Regions from separate parts of the Sus scrofa genome. Here regions 2, 3 and 4 are each linked to region 1. A link is a contact called in public Hi-C and HiChIP or PLAC-seq data. All regions are on one chromosome and are shown on one strand. The core of a region is the stretch at or near the end of the contact, and the rest is flanking DNA. Distances in the headings are between cores, read along the strand shown.

Region 1 (3,694 bases), core at 834-3,333:
AAAAAAAAATCTCAATTCTTGCCCAGTGCCCAGGGCACATGCGCAATGCTAAGTAAACATGTATTCGTGAACATTTTGGGGTTGAAGACAACGCCATCTCTCTCTGGACCAGTTGGGCTTTGGCTTTGGCACCGAAAATAAGTGTTCTCCTAGCACCATCTGCTGGCACTGGAAAGCCTTGCCTGAATCCTGACTTCCAAGTCTTTTTTCAGCCAGGAGTATTGTTGCATTGTTAATACCTCTGAAATACCTTTTATCTATAGACAAAGGATATTACAAAATAATGACTTATTTTCATTCCTTTTTTACTGTTTAATGAATTTGTTATACTTTAGTGTCCCTTCTCTATTTGCTTTTTCACAAACTAAGACACATGGTGAGATGCTGAAAGAGTAAGCATGAGGCTTGAGCCACAGTTGGTGACTCTGAAGGCCATGTTGTCCTTTGACATTTATTTATCAGGTTCTGGATTCTGCGCATGGCACTGTCTTTCTGGTTGTCTTAGATGCATAGCACATACCAATGTGATGCCTTGAGTTTAGATGGTTAACCAGCCCCTGCAGGTGCCTGTTGTTGTGAGAGGTGCTGTAGAAGATTCAGAGATGTGATGACTTCCCTGCATTCAGAGAACCCTGTCTAATCAGGGAAACAATAAACCAAACAATACAGGATAAAGTCTGTGGTGATGCCTTTAAGTGCTGACTGTCAAACAGTGACATTGCCTTAGACCTTAACATAAATATACATAGACTGTGCTAGACATTTGGCAATGCCTGGAGACAAGAACTTTGTCACCACTAGGATGGAGATGCTACTGGCATGCAGTGGGTAGAAACCTGGGATGCTGCCAAAATATTCTACAACCAACAGGACAAAGAATTATCTGGCCCCAAAAGCCTATAATGCCGAGAAACATTTAAAATTTTTTTTTTTTTTTTGCTTTTTTTTTAAGGCTGAACCTGCAGCATATGGAGGTTCCCAGGCTAGGCATTGAATCAGAGCTACAGCTGCTGGCCTACGCCACAGCCACAGCCACGCCAGCTCCGAGCCACCTCTTTGACCTATACCACAGCTCATAGCAACACCGGGTCCTTAACCCACTGAGTGAGGCCAGGGATCAAACCCACAACCTCATGGTTTCTAGTCGGATTCTTTCCGCTGTGCCACTACAGGAATTCTTAAAAAATAAACATGCTGAAGGAATTCAGAAAAAGGAGAGACTTCTCAAGATACTTGCTAGTCATGAGTTCTCTTGTGGCTCAGCGGGTTAAGGTCCAGTGTTTCACTGCTGTGGCTCAGGTCACTGCTGTGGCACAGGTTTGATCCCTGACTCAGAAACTTCCACATACTGAGGGGGCCGCCAAAAAACAAAGGAAAGAAAGAGAAAGAAAAGAAAAAGAAAAAGCCCTTCTAGTCAAAATGCACTTGAAGCATCCCCATCACTTTGAATCACGTTTAAAATGCAGAATATTGACTCCCCGCCCCTCCTGAATAAAAACGTGATTTTAACAAGATTTTCATGTGACTCCTATGCACATTAATGCTTGAGACACACTGGTCTGGAGGTTTCCATTAAAGACAACACGTGAGTTTTTATTTCTTTCTGAAGAGCAGGAGAGAAGGAAACCTATTCCAGGTGGTGAGAGCTATTATGAGGGAGTTCTGAAATCGTAAGTTGCAATTTCTCGTTTTCGGTACAGCAGGAATAATAATTAACACAGTGTTAACTGCTTACTGGACTTTGTTCTAAGCGCTTTATGTGGAGCAGCTCATATAACTTTCCCAAGGCTATTAGGCAAGATTCGCTATTACGTCCACTTTTTGGGTAAGGGAAACGAAGGGATAGAGGGACCCACTTGATCAGGGACCCACTGACGAAGCCAGGCCGAGGGAATCAGAGATGCCTTTGCCAGCACCCTAAGTCGTCCACACCTCCACCAACACAGAACCAAAGCTGCAGCCCCAAGCTCTCCGCACCAGGTGAAGGATACCGGATCCCGCCAGTCGCCTTCCGGGAGAAGCGCAGCCTAGCGAGCAGAAACCGGAAAATCGTCACCTCACTCCCTACCGGAAGTCGGTGGGAAGCGTTTCCTCGTTTGTGACCAGGCTTCCGGCGATATGAGAATACAGCTGAAATAAAAAGGGATGGTCTTTGAAGATGACCGGGCTCTAAAAAGCTTCTAAGCGGCGCCCAGGAAGCTTTGAGCCACTTTTGATAGGAATCAGGGTTAGCAAAACTTCAGCAGTTCATTGCTGCTAAGAAGGCGCAGGCTACCCGCTCGCCCTGGGGTGAGCTAGAGTAGACATCTCTATGGTCGAGAGACCATAGAGAGGTTCCTTCCCATGCGTGGGGCAACGCCTGAGCAGTAGCAGCTGCGCTGGAAAAATGGCGGAGGAGGAGTGAGTATCAGGGGCTCTGAGATTCTGGGTGGTGCCCTGAGCATCTGGTGCCATCCTCAGTATTTATTTCTCGGTGGCGGAAAATAAGGATCCTTGTGGACTGAAGAGAGACTTAGAAAAGGCTCCAGATTATCGAAGGAGGAGGGAGGAAGTGTTGGGCTGGGGCGGGCGGATGGGGCCTCTGTCAGGTTCGGATTACCTACCTCAAGGGGTGAGGAATGAGTTTGAGGCTGCGGGCTGGAGGGTGGGTTTCCCCAGCCTGACTTAAGTATTATCTCTGCAGCTGGGTCCGCACCCGCCCCAACCCCACGGGGCGGAATCTCATCGCTGGTGGTATCTGTAAAAGGCTATGACAGTAAAAGCTCCATTGACATACGAGGACCAGTGGCTAAGGGGTTCATGGTTCTTGAAAGCTTTTGAGAACTGGAGTCAGAAACGCCAGGTGGCGGGGTGGGAGCGCGGTCCTTAGGAGGTTTTAGACAGTAATGTTTGCGAAGCCCAAGCTGTCGTTTGGAAACGCATTGCAGATTTGTTTCCTAAATACTATCGCTTTTCTCCATTTTCTCTCTCAGGCAAAGAAAAAAGATCCCTTTGGTTCCAGAAAATCTCTTGAAAAAGAGGAAGGCATATCAGGCCCTCAAAGCCACACAGGCGAAGCAAGCGCTTTTGCAAAAGAAAGAGGTAATAGTGGGGAACCAGGTGGAAGGAATGAGAATTTGTGTTCGGTGAGTTTTATCCAGCACATGTTGAACTAATTTGGTACTGACAGTCGGCTTCCCCCATCAGCTGGATGATACATATTTGCTAAACAAAGCAAGTATGTATCAAATGCTTTCTGCAGGCAAAATACTGGAGTAGAGTTTAAGGAAAAAGCCAGTGGAGAGTGTTCCTTCCGGTTCATACCAAGGGATTCGAGAACATGCTTGTGTACCTAAAAGAAAAAAAATTTTCTTTTTTCTTTTTAGGCCGGCAGGTGTGGCACATAGAGGCTCCCAGGCTAGGGTTCAAATTGGAGCTACAGCTGCCGGCCTACACCACAGCCACAGCAACCCCCGATCCCAGCCACATCTGTGACATATACCACAGCTCACCACATCGGGTCCTTCACCCAATGAGTGAGGCCAGGGATCAAACCTGTGTCCTCATGGATACTAGTCAGATTCATTTCTGCTGAGCCACGACAGGAACTCCCAAAAACTTAAAAATTTTACTTACTTTTTTCAACCACATCCATGGCATATGGAAGTTCCTGGGCCAAGATTCCAGTCTGAGCCACAGCTGTGGCATTGCTGGG
Region 2 (3,694 bases), core at 387-2,886, 180 kb before region 1:
AATTTTCATCCTAAGTGAGTATATTATTTTATTCCTGTTAAATTTGGCCACTTGAAATGAAAAGTTAGGTCAGCAGTTAGTAAGAGAATCACTTTTCAAGCTAGAGAGCAAAATGTTATAAGACATAGATCTTGAATTTGGACACTTAAGAATATTTATTGCAGGCATGTTGATAGAAGACTAAGAACTACCTGGCATGTTTAACTCTCACAAACCTCTCCAAGTCTGTGTTGCTGACTCCCTACTATACCCCGTTAGCTGTCTTTCCTTGACAGCACCTCATCACCTCTAAATCTAAGCAGCTCAGCTCCCCCACCAGATCCCATGCTTCCTTCTGACTTCAGTATTTCTATTTATGGCCTCACCAACTTCTTAGAATCCAGGATCAAAACCAGAGGGTTTTCAGACTTATTGTACCCCACAGCCAGTAAGTTACAAATTATAGCACAAAGCTGGACTGTTTTGTTCTGTTCCACCACCACGGCTTATTAGCTGTGCAACTTTGTACAAATTGCTTGACCTCTCTGTATCTCACTCAGTTTCCTCATCTAGAAAGGTAAGATAATAGTATCAACCCCATAAGTATTACAAAGATAAAGTGACATGATACATTTAAGTTACCTGCAAGTTGTTCCTGGCACATACTAAACAACTCAATAAAAATTGTATTGGAAGGCTTAAGCAGAAAAAAATCACTCCTATGCCTCCTACATTTCCCCTCCCCATCCCCAGTCCTGTCATTTTGTTTTTTCTGTTATTTACTTTCATTATTTGTAGTTAAAATACTTAATCAACTATGTCTTGATTTTTTTTTTTCTCTTTTTTTCTTTTTAGTCTTTTGGCTGTGCCTGCTTCATGTGGAAGTTCCCAGCCCAGGGTCTAACCTGTGCCACAGCAGTGATAATGCCAAATCCTTAACTTTAAGCTGGGCCACCAGGGAACACCTTCTTCATTTTTTTAAACAGTGGCTTTATGTTGACTAGTAACTTAGGATTCAATTTTTACCTCTACCCTGTTCATTACTACTCACCAGTCGCCCTATAGAGGTATTTCACAATTTATGGTTAAATCTTTTGTCAGCTTTTATTTTATTTGTTTTTTTTGTTTTGTTTTGTTTTGTTTTTCTTATTTGTCTTTTTAGGGTCACACCTGCAGCACATGGAGGTTCCCAGGCTAGGGGTCTAATCGGAGCTGTAGCTGTCGGCCTACACCAGAGCCACAGCAACAGGGATCTGAGCCGCATCTGCGACCTACACCACAGCTCACAGCAATGCCGGATCCTTAACCCACTGAGCAAGGCCAGGATCAAACCCACAACCTCATGGTTTCTAGTCGGATTCCTTTCCACTGCACCATGACGGAAACTCCTTTTGTCAACTTTTATATTGCAGTTGTTTCTGCTGATGAGTTGTGTGTTAAATTTTCTTTCTTGTACGATTTTGTCATTCCTATGGTTAATAATTATCTTATTTTTCCCGTGTACTTGTTTTTCTATGTGTGTAATACTTTCTTTCCCTTTTTTTTCCTTCCTAAATGCTGTGGTGGATCTGACAGATGCCTGGCAGTAGCTGTCAGTGCTCAGATCCATCAGATGATCTTTCCTGGACCCTTCTCCCACAGCCTCTGTCCTCCCACACCAATCAGGACAGGGCACAGCTGTCACCCTGAGACTTCCCCTGGCTGCATTCCTCTTATTTACTGGATCTTGTATCCTTCTCTTTCTTAATTTACTCCCTCATGTTGCATCCCTCAGCAAATTCCTAAGAGAAGGTGCCTGGATGTGCAGTTTTCCATGTCTGAAAATACATTTGTTGAATACATATGCTTGATGGACGGTTTGGTTACAGATTTATAGGTTAGAAGTCATTTCTCATCTAGATTTTGAAGATAGTATTTTACTAACATCTAGCACCCATTGAGAACTTATTACCATTCTGATTCCTGTTCCTTTATAACTTTATTACTTCTGGAAACTGTTGGGATTGTCTCATTAATCCCCAGTGTTTGAAATTTCTCTATAATGTTCCTTGGTATACAAATCTTTATTCATTCATTTTGCTGTTTTCAACAGGCTCTTTGAACCTGAACCTGAAGATTCATGTACTTCAGTTCTGGGTTTTTTTTTTTTTTTTTTTTTAGGTCTCCTTTAGGGCTACACCCACGGCATATGGAGGTTCCCAGGCTAGGGGTCTAATTGGAGCTGCTGCTGTTGGCCTACACCACAGCTCACGACAATGCTGGATCCTTTTTTTTTTTTTTGTCTTTTTGCTATTTCTTGGGCCTCTCCCGCAGCATATGGAGGTTCCCAGGCTAGGGGTTGAATCGGAGCTGTAGCCACCGGCCTACGCCAGAGCCGCAGCAACGCGGGATCTGAGCCATGTCTGCAACTTACACCACAGCTCACGGCAACGCCGGATCGTTAACCCACTGAGCAAGGGCAGGGACCGAACCTGCAACCTCATGGTTCCTAGTCAGATTCGTTAACCACTGCGCCACGACGGGAACTCCACAATGCTGGATCCTTAACCCACTGAGCGAGGCCAGGGATGGAACCCACAACCTCATGGTTCCTAGTCAGATTGATTTCCTCTGCACCACGTCTGGAACCCCAGTTCTTGGAATTTTTTATGTTGTTTCTTAGATAATTTTCTCCTCTTGGTTTTTCTTTTCTTTGAGGTAGTCCTACTTTTAGCTCAGTTGGCCCTCTTGGACTGATCTTCTCATTTTTTGATAAGTTTGCCATTGCTACACCATCTCTGTTTTCCCTGAGTTTCTTTTTTCTGCTCATTTCTTTTGATGTTTCTTTGATTCCTTCCTTAAATGTTTATTGATCCTTGGGTGACTATTCAAGAATAAGGCACTATAAGCTCACTGGATACTTGGTGGACAGATTGGAGCTTGCTGACCTGTGTGCCTCAGAGTGAGGTGATCAGGCCCCTACCAGTCTTTCACATGGAACCCTGAAGTGTCAGTGTGTAAAAATGGCTTTTCCCAGAGGATTCTTCCCTGGAGAGACTAGAATCTATGGCAGTGGGTATTCATTGCTGATGTTGTCAAGCTGGGGGAAAGAGGTCCTGGTTTTCATGGTTCAGTATGTAGACTTCACCTAATACCTTGTTTTCAGGCCTGTGCTTCACTGCTGCCAAACCAGGTAGAGCATAACTCCTCTCAGGCTGGGACTGTTTGCATGTTTTTAATTCCCCCTTTTCTTACAGCTCTCTTTAGATCATTTAAGTGCTTCATTTCCAACCTAGAAAAGAGCGGTTAAGAAACCGAACCATTTGATTGATGGGAGCACATTGTTTTAAGCTAATGTTATACATGTTCACTTCAGGAACCCTTATTCTGAGAGCATAAAAGAAATGCTAACAACATTTGGAACCGCTACTTATAAAGTGGGATTAAAGGTTCATCCAAATGAAGAGGATCCCCGCGTGCCCATAATGTGCTGGGGTAGTTGTGCGTACACCATCCAAAGCATAGGTAAGAGGTTTAGAGTTGTATCTTTAATTTTGACATGAATTGTGTGTAGAATCCTGTATTTAAATGAGATGTTTAAAGTGGGCAGCAATATAAAGAAGTAAAGACTTTGAAGCAGGAAATATAATGTACTGACAAAATGTTAGACCGACAGTTTATAAATTAACCAAAGCAACAGAGAACTCATTTTAGTTGAGGGAATGTGTTTTCATTT
Region 3 (3,694 bases), core at 777-3,276, 180 kb after region 1:
CTTCTTGCCCCTGCCCCCACCTGTGTGGTTTCGGCCCCCAGACTTCCTCATCTTCACTGGCATAACGGTATACTTGGTACGACTCTTCCACGACACAGACGTAGCACTAAGGGCCACAGAGGTAAGGATTGGGCGACAGGGAAGCGACATCAAGCCAGAGGGCAGCGTAAGGAGGACATTGTTCGTCACCTAGAGATAAACAGAATTCAATTTCACTTGCAAGCTAATTGAAGGTGGGTAGTTCCCATTGTGGCTCAGCGGTAATGAACCCGACTAATGGCCATGAGGATTTGGGTTTGATCCCTGGCCTCACTCAGTGGGTTAAGAATCTGTGATATATGGAGTTCCCATTGTGGCTCAGTGGTTAATGAATCCGACTAAGAACCATCAGGTTGCAGGTTCGATCCCTGGCCTCACCCAGTGGGTTAAGGATCCGGCATGCCCCTGAGCTGTGGTGTGGGTTGCAAATGCAGCTTGGATACCGCATTGTTGTGGCTCTGGTGTAGGCCAGCAGCTACAGCTCTGATTAGACCCCTAGCCTGGGAATCTCCATATGCTGCAGGTACAGCCCTAGAAAAGACAAAAAAAAAAAAGAATCTGTGGTATATAGGTTGCAGACATGGCTTGGATCCCTTGTGGCTAAGGCACAGGCTGGTGGCTGCAGCTCTGATTCGACTCCTAGCCTGGGAACCTCCATATGCTGTGGGTGTGGCCATAAAAAGTCAAAAGAAAGGAGAAGCCTCGGAGAACCAAGGGAGAGGGCACAAAGTTTAGCTTGTAGCTTCCTCCTGGAAATGTCCCAGAATAGGTGTCCAAAACTCCACCCTTCACAGCTTGCACAAATACCAGTGGGAAATCTTTATCTAGATATATGTGTGCTGATTACCTCTTCTCCCCTGATCCTCTCACCTCTGAAGTGTTTCTTCAATGGAGTGTTCTCCCTTTGGTGCATCTTCTTCCAAATTTGGCTCAAAACATTCCTTCTCCAAGAAACTTTTCTTTCCCTAAACAACTCACTTCTCCAGAGCTGATAACTTCTATATATTCATGTGCCACCATCAGCAATGCCCTGTGACCATTTTACTGCATTATGTTTCTGAGTTTTTCAGATGTGAATGGAGGGGAGAGACCATTTATGTTTTGTTCATTGCTGTAGTCCCAACATTTCACATTGTAGGTTGGTTTGGTTTTGAATTTTAAGTATCCATCTGCCAAACTCCACCATCAGTCTGAAAGGTCTAGAGAGGTAAGACAAACTTCTTTTCTGTAACTCACCAGTTGCCCAGCCCACTAGGAATCTTGTGATTTCTTCATATGTTAGGCCCCTAGTCTTGGTATCTTGCCCTGAATTTTCTAATTCTTTTAACTCATCCTTAATGGTTATAATAATATATAATAAGCCAGTCTGCCTAGCTCCAATAGTTGGTGTACGAGCTTGGATTACATATCAGTTTTCTCATGTGTAACACGGTAATGATAATAACTTATAAACTGGTTGAAAGGAATTCATTTATTTAAAAGTTTATTTGACTTGGCTTATGAGACACTCAATAAACGTAAGTTATTATTGAAAGCTGTACATTTGTCTGTGAGGCACTTCATCTTCAATATCTTGTCTGAGGAATCCAGCGACCCTATGAGATAGCAACGTTTACAGAGGAGAAAGCTGAGGCTGAGAGTTACTTATCCAAGGTCACGGGCCGGCGTGACTCCTAACCAGACTCGCACCCCCCCCCCCGCGTCTCCTGGTGCCCCATCTCCGGTTGCCAAATGGAAACAGCCTCACTCCCGGTAAGGTAGATTACCTGGACGGCCGGGAGCAGGTTTAGGCCGGGGGCGACAGCGATCCGGGGCGTCAGGCTCAGAGAGCTAAGAGCGCGGGTCAATACCCGCAGGGCCATGATTGGCCAGGCTCGGTTGGGTTCAGCACACCACCATCACCTTTAGCGAGGAACCCTGGCGCTACTGGATGACGCTAACTGGTCCAAGTGCCGTCGCTCCATCCTGACGTAAAAAGAAAAGAGGCGGGCGGAGAACCCGAGACCAAGTTGGACACACACCTCCTTTCCTCCCTGTGCCAGGTAGACCCAATCCCCCGGCGGCTCATAGGTCGCGTGACTGGGGAACAGGCCCCGCCCCTCAGAGCCGTCAAAACAATTGCCTTGAGCGGCAGCCATGATGGATTTAAAGGGGCAGTACCGGCAAGAGCTGTAGCCAGATCATCAGACTGCGGGTGAGTCTTTAAGGGTACTTTGGGGCAGAGAGTTGAGATCCTGCTACCTCTTTCTTGCACTCCCGGACAGATTAAGAAATGAGCCCTTCCGAGCAGTCTCAAACAACTCGAGTCGGATTCAAAAACTCCGCCCCCCGGGATTCTTCCCGCCCCCTCGGCGTCCAGACGGACGGACAGACGGTCCGCCCCGCCCCCTGCGCTACCAACTGACTCCTTGACCTCGGGATAATCCGGCCCCTGGTCCTCCTCGCCCGCGACGCGGACCTGGGTCATCACCCCGCACCTCCTCCCTTCTCTCCTGCCCATCGCACTCTCTCCCCACCCTGGGCCTCAGGGCAGGTCGACAGCCTGGGACACTTCACCGCATTCCCAGGCCGGGGAGACCAAGTCCTAGCGCCGAGATCCTCTGTGATCCCGCAGCCACTCAGCGGACCTGCCATTCTTCCCTGCATCATCGGGCACCTGGGAGGCACTCTACGCTGACTCTCAGAGCCTGTTAGTATGTTAGTACGTGATCATGATAGAGACAAAGCCATAGAGATGACTGGGCAAAGAGTGACCAGGTCTTCCTCCTCACCCGTTCCCAGACACGCCCCTTGCCTCAGGTCTCAGATCAGATCTCACTCTCTTCTTGGGAGAAAATAGCTCCCAGGCTTGGGGTGGGAGGTTGGCTTCTGGAAGGAGGAGGGACCTTGGTCGTCTTTGAAGACCTGTGGGCAGGGGAGGGAGGGTGTTTGTCCTGGGTGGGGCTCTATGCCAGGTCCTCGGGAGGCTGTGAAGTGGTGAGAGAAGGGGTGGGAACGCTGGACTTCTGGACTTTGGGCAGGGCAGATCCTTCTGAGTCCCTGGCTGCTTGAACAGAGTTTCTTCCGGGCTCCTGCCTGAACGCCACAACCAAGGGTTATATACAGGTAAGAAGACTTCAAAGATGAGAAACAAGGCCCTTTTGAGGAAGTAGTCAGACAGCCTGAGGCCTGAGGTTTCAGGCATGTGGGGAAAGAGGCAGGGCTGACCAGGTTTGCAGATGCTGGGCTTAGCTCTGTGGGCGACCCGCACCTCTAGGTGCCTCTCATCTGGGTCCTGTGATGAAGGCTCCTATTTTTTTTCTTTTCCTTCTCTTTCTTGATTTAAACATTGATTTGAAACCTATTTCTCCCCGCACTTTTTAAAAAATTCTGACTATTTTCAGCATATCTCCTGCCTGCTTTAACCTCGTTCCCTTTGCAGTGCTCTCAAACACCCTCTGTGCTCCCTAGAGGGCTGTCTCTCCTCTCCTGATTCCTTTTCTTAACCCCAAATCTGTCTCCAACTCCTTTTCCATTCTGTTCCTTAGCTCAGTCCCTCTGGTACTTCTCAGCACCTCTGTTCCTTCTATACTTTTTCTTCGTTCAAGTCAATTCCTCTCCTTCTCTATCTCCCCCAACCTTAGTTTTGTGTCTAGTGTCGCAGGCTGCCTCCTCA
Region 4 (3,694 bases), core at 858-3,357, 140 kb after region 1:
TGATTCCTAAGCAAGCCTGCACCACCCCCCCCTACCGCCCCACAACAAGTCTAAGAAAAGCATTTCACCTGGATTCTCAAGTTTGCAAACTTACCACAAACTGCTGCTTTAGGAACAGGGTGATCCTCTGTGACTCCCCTCTACTGGCTCTAACCAGTTCCCTTCCTCCGTAATTATTCCAGAATAAAAGAACGATCTCTTGGAGTTTCCGTTGTGGCCCAGCGGTTAACAAACCCAACTAGCATCCATGAGGACACAAGTTCGATCCCTGGCCTCACTCGTGGGTTAAGGATCCCGTGTTGCCGTGAGCTGTGGTGTAGGTCGTAGATGTGGCTTGGATCCCAAGTTGCTATGGCTCTGGCATAGGCCTGTGGCTACAGCTCCAATTGGGCCCCTAGCCTGGGATTCTCCATATGCTGTGGGTGTGGCCCTAAAAAGAAAAAAAAAAAAAAACTCTTTTACCTGGGTCCATGGGAATAGAGCTGTGGTTGCTCAATGCTGTAGCTCCCTCTTCATCTTCATCCTCACTTTCTAATGGGGGGTCTGGCAAATGAAGCCCCAAGGCCTGCAGAGCCAGAGAAGACAGTTCAGGGTCATCCCTTCAGGGATTCCAGCTTCACCTGTTCAGGAACAATGCCTCCTCCACCATACCTGGATTCGATCCTGGATATCAGCAACTACATCTTCTCCATCTCCCACTGGTGCCAGCTCCACCTCCTCTTGTTCAGGATCTTGGTTCAGGGGCTGGTAGGAGTAGCCAGCTGGGCCTGTTCCTGTTTCCTCTTGCTCTTCCTCTGGCTCCTCACTGCTCCAATCCCCAGTGCCTTCTGTAGGGCCCTGGTGTGGCCCGAGTTCTTCAGTCTGATTGGGGAAGATACGTTCAGGACCCATGATGTCTCCCCCTAGAACTACTGCTGCCATCGGGCAGGGGCTGCAAGAACATGGAGACAGGAGAACAGAGATCAGACAAAATTAGGCCCAGCTTTAGCCTGTCATCCAGTCCCGTGCGGTCTCCTCCTGCGCCCACAAAACATTGAAACGCCCAAGTTTCCTGCACCCCACAACACCTCTCCTGGACTCTCCACCTCTTGAGCTGGCTCTTATCTCCAACCAAGGCCCACTTGCCTTGCTCCGACAATTCTTAAATAACAGCCCAAGCGAAGGCCATGCCACCTTCCAAAAGACACCCCTTCGGGAACGCCCTCCCCCCCGCCCCATCCACTTAGGAACTCCGGGTCACCAAACAAGCTCCCCTAGACAAGGCATACCCGCCCCCTTCTCTCCTCTCTAAGGGATTTCCCTCTGTACCGCCTGATAAACGCCCTTCGGACCCCAGGAGATCCCTTCAAATGGCCCCAGATGTGGCGTCCCCGACCCGCCCCCACCAATTCTCGGCGCCGGTATTTGCGCGCGCCTCACCCGCTCAGAGCCCGCGGCCGAACCCCGCACCTTCACTTCCGGCGAGGCAGGACGTTCCGAGGCGGCCCCGTCCTCCAGCCCCGCCCCGCCGCGCTCATGATTGACACGAGTGAAGGCGAAGGGTCCGCCCCTTGCTCCGCCTCCACCATCTTCTCGCCAAACAAAGGACTACATTACCCGGTAGGCCCCGCGGTTGTTTGTGTTTGGTTTTGTTTTGTTTTGTTTTGTTTTTTTTAATTTTAGGGCCGCCTGTGTAGCATATGGAAGTCCCCAGGCTAGGGGTTGAATCGGAGCTACAGCTGCCCGGCCTACACCACAGCCACAGCAACACGGGATCCGAGCCGCGTCTGTTACCAACACTGCAGCTCGTGGCAAGGCCGGATCCTTAACCCACTGAGCGGGGCCAGGGATCGAACCCTCATCCTCTTGGATACTAGTCAGGTTCGTTACCACTGAGCCGCAACGCGAACTCGGCCCCGCGGTGTTTGATAGGTATAAGCACATGCGCAGACTCCTCCGACTCCTGCCCATCCTTCAGCCCCTCGCGTTCCTCCCGAAACCGATGGACTACAAATCCCGGTAGACTTCCGGCACTTAGAGCTGAATGCACGTGCGCTTACAGCTGCCCGCCGGAAGGACCGAGCCTGGCTGTGTTTATCTCGTTGGAGATCCAGTCGGCAGTTGGCGGGCAACGGGTTCAAAGCTGCAGGCAGCGCGAGGACCCGCGGCCCCGCCCCGGCCCGGCCTGGCAGGTAGCCCGTGGTGGGTTGAGGGACGAGGAAAATCATAGGGGATGGGGACGCCGATGCCTAGAGCTGAATTGTGGGGGAGGGGCCGGAGACCGATGAGGTGGGGGTGGGGAGGGGGATGACGGGAAAGGAGAGTGTTAAGGGGGAAAGAAGGGCTGGGGGAGGATGGTGGGGAAAGCGATGGGAGAGACCTGGTAACTGGAGAAGGCACTGAAGGGAACTGGAAGGAAGACTGGGTTAGGAGGAGAATGGGAAAGCTGAGGATAATGGAAGAAAAGGGCGGGGGTGTCTGGTGTTGTGGGGGCAGGGAGGTTGGAATGACTGGAAGAAGACCCGGATAGCGTCATATACAGGGAGGAATATCTCTGGCCGAAAGGGGTCAGGGGATGTTAGCTTGTTTCCCCCCTATCGAAAGAAGGAAAATGGAAGGCTGTCGGGGTGGAGCTTGGAGTTGTGGGAGAAGGAAAAAGCAGAAAACTGCAAAGCTCTCAAGAGATCTGAAAAGGCCAGAAACGGAGAGTGAAAATTGCAAGAGAATAGGAAGGGGGGCAGGTCTCTGAAAGGCATGGAAGAAGCTGGAGAATGCCGCAGTGATGGAGCACGGACGGGAGAGCCCCAGGGATCAGAGGCGCCCGGGAGATGCTGGGGCTTGTCTTTCATGAGCTTGAGTTGTCCTTTGGAGAAGACGCTGAGGGTTTTTTCCTCTACCTTTGGATGGAATTGCTTCCCTCTTGCCCAGTGAATTCTTTACTTTACCTTGATATAGCTGAAGAGGAGAGTAGAAGCTGTGAGGGAAGAGGAAGGACCCCCATTCTTAAGCTCTCCAACTTCCTTCCTATCTGTCCCCACAAGCCCAGATCCAAGAGCTTTTGGATTGAGGACGGGAGTAATGAAGTGAGAGTGGTTTCCTGCTGGGGCTATTTCAGGTTTGGCAGAGTGGGGGAGGGTTGGGGGAAGTTGGGTGGGGGCAGGGGTCTGGCAAGCCAGCTCAAAGCCCTGTGTCTTTCTTGCAAGGGACCTTCCTTTACTTGAGCTTTTTCTGTGCCTGAGGTTCGGGCTAGCTCTTCTCTCTGCCAGGGCTTCTTGAACAGGGAGCAGATGATCCACCCAAACCCAGCAGGTGCCTGCCAGCGAAGGCAGTGCCAGCTGCAAGAGGATTTGTCTAACAGAGCCTTCAAATGTACCCATTATCTCTAGGTTGGTGGGTTGTCTTGCAGAGACCATGACCGCTCATGCCTGGGTCTTTTTCTTATCCTGACCAAAGGCATTTTTGTGTTCCTGCTCCTCTCCAAGGCACATCGCCACCCCCATCCCCTTTCAGGGCCCCAAACGGGAAAAGAGCTGCTGGAAACAGCTTGTTCCTTACCACAATGGCAGGGTTGGGCAAGTGGCAAGAGGAGAAAACCCCGCCTCCCCACCCCCACCCCCTCAATCCCCGGCAGACACATACCTTTCTGGCTTAAGTTCTTGGCAGCATCCCAGGCACAGCTGTCAAAGGAACTCATCGTGCCTGTGAGGGGCCCTGG

Evidence for each region. A called contact is a pair of places that touch in the nucleus more often than the background predicts. HiChIP or PLAC-seq counts read pairs in DNA pulled down with a chosen protein or histone mark.
Region 2: a Hi-C map of skeletal muscle shows a contact between it and region 1, with 5 times the contacts expected there. The contact joins the enhancer-like site here to the promoter of RPL7L1 in region 1. A contact is called at or near these places in 2 of 5 promoter capture datasets (fetal liver and liver), 8 of 47 Hi-C or Micro-C datasets (alveolar macrophages, brain, embryonic fibroblasts and 4 more) and 2 of 2 datasets of contacts at active chromatin or transcription factors (alveolar macrophages and skeletal muscle).
Region 3: a contact with region 1 is called in an H3K27ac HiChIP or PLAC-seq map of alveolar macrophages. The contact joins the promoter of KLC4 here to the promoter of RPL7L1 in region 1. A contact is called at or near these places in 1 of 5 promoter capture datasets (liver) and 1 of 2 datasets of contacts at active chromatin or transcription factors (alveolar macrophages).
Region 4: an H3K27ac HiChIP or PLAC-seq map of alveolar macrophages shows a contact between it and region 1. The contact joins the promoter of KLHDC3 here to the promoter of RPL7L1 in region 1. A contact is called at or near these places in 1 of 5 promoter capture datasets (liver), 2 of 47 Hi-C or Micro-C datasets (embryonic fibroblasts and liver) and 2 of 2 datasets of contacts at active chromatin or transcription factors (alveolar macrophages and skeletal muscle).

What each region holds. Positions count from the first base shown.
Region 1 is chr7:37,938,466-37,942,159 of Sscrofa11.1, forward strand. It overlaps RPL7L1 (ribosomal protein L7 like 1), which reads left to right and starts at 2,084. Exons shown (of 7, transcript NM_001123192.1): 1 at 2,084-2,400; 2 at 2,973-3,081. The coding sequence starts at 2,387.
Region 2 is chr7:37,755,720-37,759,413 of Sscrofa11.1, forward strand. It overlaps UBR2 (E3 ubiquitin-protein ligase UBR2), which reads left to right. Exons shown (of 47, transcript XM_021098699.1): 34 at 1-14; 35 at 3,335-3,483. Among named protein-coding and RNA genes, the nearest start is that of PRPH2, 48 kb to the right of the region's middle. Within about 2 kb of position 1,637, at least 2 of the 83 cell types and tissues checked have an H3K27ac peak or open chromatin away from gene starts, as enhancers often do. A contact at or near this core is called in skeletal muscle, where this site is marked.
Region 3 is chr7:38,118,648-38,122,341 of Sscrofa11.1, forward strand. KLC4 (kinesin light chain 4) reads left to right here and starts at 2,027. Exons shown (of 16, transcript XM_001929222.4): 1 at 2,027-2,233. MRPL2 (mitochondrial ribosomal protein L2) reads right to left here and starts at 2,021. Exons shown (of 7, transcript NM_001185067.1): 1 at 1,806-2,021; 2 at 21-189. The coding sequence starts at 1,901.
Region 4 is chr7:38,078,806-38,082,499 of Sscrofa11.1, forward strand. It overlaps KLHDC3 (kelch domain containing 3), which reads left to right and starts at 2,108. Exons shown (of 10, transcript NM_001105314.1): 1 at 2,108-2,171. MEA1 (male-enhanced antigen 1) reads right to left here and starts at 1,455. Exons shown (of 4, transcript NM_001110429.1): 1 at 1,420-1,455; 2 at 652-1,014; 3 at 463-565. The coding sequence starts at 921.